Linked DNA regions of Mus musculus: region 2 is linked to region 1. The links are chromatin contacts, called in public HiChIP or PLAC-seq maps. All regions are on one chromosome and are shown on one strand. The core of a region is the stretch at or near the end of the contact, and the rest is flanking DNA. Distances in the headings are between cores, read along the strand shown. Region 1 has its middle 18 kb from the start of 9130015A21Rik. Region 2 has its middle 87 kb from the start of Gm40388.

Region 1 (2,571 bases), core at 26-2,525:
AAGATACCGGATCTTATGTGACTGAAAGTGGGAAGACCACGTTGATCATTGCCATTGCGTGATGACACCTGTGTCTGTGTGCCGGTGATGCATAGAAAACACAAAAGCACTTGCCTATGTCATATGACCAGTCAATTTACGTTTACTCAAGAAAGTCATTTTTTTACTCTTGAGAACTAAAAACTTCTGTGAAATAGGATGTGAAATTCAAATGATGTTGCCACATGGGCCCTTTTTCCTTTTCTCAAACATAAAAAGGGATGTGAAAAACTTCTCTGAAACACATGCTCAACATACCATGAGGGTTTTTTAAAACAGTAGAAATACTTCCTCTCCTCACTGAGTCTCTGAGCCTGACACAGGCCTGCCATGATATATAAGTGCAATATTAACTTTTAAAATTGACGCACAGGCATGTCTCCAAGACTCTTAGAGGCAGATTTGAAAAATAATTTCCAACTGTTTCTTTCTGGTTTTGTTTTCTTCTTCTGTGACAGTGTAGTATGAGTCCCTTGAGTTCAACCATCCCTGCTCCTCCCACTTACCTAGTTATGAGACTGCACTGTTTTACTTATCTGTAACATGTTACAGGATGAAGTTAGATAACCTGTAAGTAAGTGCCACCAAGCAAAACACCTCTGGCATTATCAGGAGATTGATAGCTTTCCAGCCTCTGGGTCCCATGCCTCAACACCTTTCAAATACACCTTTCTATTCCCGGTATCCAAAGTCAGGATGGCAAGCCAATTAAGGAACCCCTTTTTGGTCTTCCCTCTGCTCTAGCAAGTTATTCTAGGGCCTGTTTTCTTGCCTATAAAAGGGGGGTTATGGTACCTCTTAAAGTTATTTTCATGGAAGTTAAATGGTTTAAGTACAAGAATGCTCAAAAGAGTAACTGCTTTGCACTGAAAGTGTAAGCACTTAATCACGATTCTCTACGTGGGAACGTCTTCTCAGTCCTGGATCTGCAGGACACAGGAACAGTACCTGGGACACGTAAGTACAAAGCAAATATTTGTAAGGAATGATTAAGTGCAGAAGCATGCTGTTTCCCTTTGCTTGACCTAAATGATCCCTTTAGAGACTGTGGGACCTGTGTGGGTGTACACAGGACAAGTGTTTAGAAACTACTCTCAATGGAAATCAAGAAACTTCCCCTGGCTTCTCGTAACCCACACTGTATTTTCCATGACCCATTATCACATGCTTTCACAGTGAATATAACCTGCCCCATCTTGTACCAGGTACAGATCTTAACTAGATTCTTGAACGCTTGTGTGCATGCCAGCACGCCTCTGTGCTGCCTCTGTCCAGGCTGCTGGGAGTGTAGTGTCACTCCTATAGCCCTGCATCAGGATGCAACAAATAGGTCTCTGGAGTGCCTCATTTTCCACAGATCTTGTGAGTAGATAACTGTATCAGAATGATTTGTCTTTTATAGACACCGTTCAATATTTTCCTTTCCCCTAACAATATTTTAAGTGGCAGAGTTAAGTTAAGTGCTACTAGAGTGTGATACATGTCCTGATGACACTCTTGGTGACCTGGAAGTCATTCTAACAGTTTTCAGTGCACAATTGTACATAATGCATTGGGTAGCTCAGGCTCAGTGTGATTATCCTACTGTGAAATCAAAAGTGGCCTCAACATATTCTCTCTGTGTTGCTCTTAACTTTCTCCCATGAAGCTCTACATGACATGAGTCATGTTGTTTTCCTCCTGTGATGTTTTACATGCAAACCCTGGGTACTTAATCCCAAGCCAATGACTCTTGAAAGTCTTCAATGCACTATGACTTGAGAAGAGAACTCTGGGAAGCGTCCTGTGCTGCTTTTACTAAAACACACCAAAGGTAACCTATTTTCCTTAGCTTCAGTGTCCTGCTTTATCTTCTTCTCTCCCTATGTTGAGCCAGCCAAATGTTGGTCATGAGAAGTATGAGGAGCTGCTGGTGTGAAAATAGACCAGCATCTGGGAAGATGTAAGACAAACTTGCTACACATGTATAGAGACTTGGAGTTCTGCATTTGACATTCTATTCCACCTCTCCCTGAAGCTAAACTTGGGAAGACAATTACTTGGGGAAACAACTCCCTAATTTTAGAACAGTTATATTTTTGAATATGGAATTAGTTGCTCTCAGTACTTTGATCATTCCATACTACATTTATGAAGAACTCTTTTGAGGCTTACTGAATAGATTTTCTAGTTCTCATCTTACCAACCAAACAGGCCCTGTGTGATTTGAGCGTGAGCCTCACATTCCATCCCCATAATTAAATACTGAGACAGTAGATGTTTTAATAACAAAAACATCAAGTCATCCATCTCCATTGTACTTGCTCATGTACGTATTAAAGTGCCAGGATATAAACCTCTAGTCTTTTTCAGTGAGCTTCAGACTGTTATGTCAAAAAATACTCTAAAACCTGTTGACACATTTCCCACCTCCAAAGAAATCTTGGAGCTCTTGGCTTTACATTTAACTTATTGAACACATAAGAATATATCAGTCTTAGCTCAAACCCAGGGCCTTATGATTGATCATCTAATTCCAACTTGCCAGAGTTC
Region 2 (2,571 bases), core at 54-2,553, 120 kb after region 1:
CCTATACAATAGGGACTTTGTTCCAGTTTCTTTATATTTCCATAGCCCTTACACAGTTGTAGCTTTGAAAATGCATCTCTTCTTTCTTTATTACAAATTCTGTGTAGGGTGAAACAGAACAGAACATATATACACCTACCACGAGTGGCAAGTGTAAAATTCCTCCTCCTTTCCTTTGCCATGTAAATTAAATAATAATTAACTTTAGATTAATTAGATCAGGGTCCTTACTAATCTTGGAGAACTGGTTGCCTTCAGAGTTGTTCAAAGATCACGTTCTGGGGAACAGAGAAATTACTAACTGATGTTAACTTCCTTCCAAATATTATAAACATGCCGTTCCTCATACTCCTCTCAAACTAATTGATCCATGTCCCATTCTGCTGTTCCCTTTCCCAGAAGTGCAGTCATGTTCTGATCCATTTTCTCTGGGTTGTTTATGGACTGAGATGAGGAAAAGAAGCAGAGAAATCTTGAGATTAGTTCTCCTGGAGTCTAATCCTTTCCTGGGATGTCTACTCAGAGCTCAGCCTCTTTCAGCAGCACTAGTAAGCAGACACTGGAAGGCTTTGCTTAAGAATGCTTTCACCCCACCTGCTCTATAACTCTTTTGCCACCTATGAGGTCATCTACTCCCTATCCTCCCTCCCCCTGTATGTGGGGGTGGGAAAGATCTGCAATGCCCCTGGCAACAGTCTCAGTAAAAGAGTTTGGTTGAGTTGTTTACTATCCTTGAAGCAACACTAGACAGGAGATGAAAACAGAAGAGGTGAACTGGAGTCATGCACCCAACATTAGAAAAGAAAAGGCAACGTTCTAGACAAATCACATGGCTTGGGAACAGGGCAAGGACCTAGCAGGAAAGAAAATTGCTTACTAAATGCTCCCTCTTGAAAACTTACAGGAGAAGATTTTTCAAGAAGTAAAAGATTCATAACCCTATGATTCAAGAATCTGGAAGTGAGTGTGACTCATTCTGGTTGCAAGGCAGAGAAAAGGCTGTTCTGACTGAGTAACTAGCAATCTCTAGAGAGGAGCAGGGAAATGAGGAAGCTGAAGAATGCTCTGTGGATACACAGACCACAGGAACAAAAACAAACAGAAAAGTAGGCTAACAAGACTAATTTCCAGATGAAACATCTCTACATTTTTATAGTCAGTAGAGCGGCTTTATTCGTAGTTTTTGCAGCAAAAACAATGGTCAAAAACAGGAGATTTATTCCTTAGGGCAAATACAAGACCAAAGGATATAAGGAAAGAATGCCTGTGGGCTGGGGCTATAGCTCGGTGAGTAGAATGTTTGCCTGGAATGCACAACACCCTGAGCTTGATCCCCTTTAATCCCAGCACTTGAGAGGTAAAGGCAAGAAGATCAAAAGTCAAAGAGCATCTTTGGCTACATGGAAAGTTGGAGGCAGACTGAGCTACATGAGACATTCTTAAGAAAGAGAAGAAAGGGAGGAGAAGGGAGGGTAAGAGAGGGGAGAGGAGAGGAGAAGAGAGGAGAGGAGAATGCCTACTTAGCCTCTTTCAGTCATGGGAGAGATGAGTCTGCATCACCAAGTAGCTGTTCTTATCCTAAGTAATCTAAATCAATTTCACTAGCGTGAAAAACTAACCTGCTCAAATATTGTATGATTTGTTCTCTTACTGCCATCTTGTGAAGTTCTAGACAAAGTGGATGACATTATCTCCATAGAAAATGTCTTATTCCTTCCTAGAAGACAGAAGCCATGGATGGAGTGCCAGCGGCTTGCTGCACCTTGATACTGAAAGCCAAGTACTAGAATACTGAGGAGCACAACGTCAACCACTGGCTTGCTCCTCTTCTGGAACTTGTTTGCCTCTGGGTGGTAAAAGGGTAACATGTTCCCCGACTTAGAACCAATTTTAACAGCATTGAAAAATGTAGATCCAATTCTGTATCAGCTTATCTTAAACCAACAAGATAAGAGGAGAGAGACATTTCGTCAATACAGTCAAGGGTCTGATTTGGCTGGGCCTGGAGTGGGGAGCAACCCCACATCCTCTAGGGACTCTTAAGATCATCAAATGGCTTCACATTAACTGCATTTCCTAGTAGAAAAAGTGCAGCTTGGGCAAGCAAGAGTTCTCAAAATGTGACTCAATGATAGTTTGGTGGGGACAAAGAAGGAAACGCTGGGAGAATTGGGGCTTGGGGTTCTTTTGTTTTGTTTTCAACCTCAGCAGGGTCTGAGGGCACAGTCTCTGTCCAGATGGTGTCTCTAAAAGACAGAAGATGTGAGAAGCACAACCGGTTCCTCCAGCTGCTTGAGCAGACCTGAGTCTCCAGAAGTACATGACACATAATGGGGTCCGACATACCAGAGACACACAAAATGGTGCCAAGCCCAGGGCATTGCCTGCTTCCTGCCCTCTGTCCACAAACACACTGCTAGGACATGCTGTTCCTCACGTACACCCTCACATTACACAGTTGCACACCATTCAAGATTATTGGACTATAGCTGACTGAATGAAGTATGTATACATATGCCAGTGAAATCCTGAATTAACCTAGATCTGCACTCTGGTGCTGGTCTCCAAAGT

The links. HiChIP or PLAC-seq counts read pairs in DNA pulled down with a chosen protein or histone mark.
Region 2: an HNF4G HiChIP or PLAC-seq map of pancreatic cancer cells shows a contact between it and region 1. The contact joins two enhancer-like sites. A contact is called at or near these places in 3 of 15 datasets of contacts at CTCF or cohesin (CD8 T cells, the NIH/3T3 cell line and large pre-B cells), 6 of 484 Hi-C or Micro-C datasets (B cells, CD4 T cells, Sertoli cells and 2 more) and 2 of 115 datasets of contacts at active chromatin or transcription factors (microglia and pancreatic cancer cells).

Annotation. Positions count from the first base shown.
Region 1 is chr12:35,711,701-35,714,271 of GRCm38.p6, forward strand. No RefSeq gene overlaps it. Among named protein-coding and RNA genes, the nearest start is that of 9130015A21Rik, 18 kb to the left of the region's middle. Within about 2 kb of position 1,276, at least 79 of the 459 cell types and tissues checked have an H3K27ac peak or open chromatin away from gene starts, as enhancers often do. A contact at or near this core is called in pancreatic cancer cells, where this site is marked.
Region 2 is chr12:35,832,493-35,835,063 of GRCm38.p6, forward strand. No RefSeq gene overlaps it. Among named protein-coding and RNA genes, the nearest start is that of Gm40388, 87 kb to the left of the region's middle. Within about 2 kb of position 1,304, at least 100 of the 459 cell types and tissues checked have an H3K27ac peak or open chromatin away from gene starts, as enhancers often do. A contact at or near this core is called in pancreatic cancer cells, where this site is marked.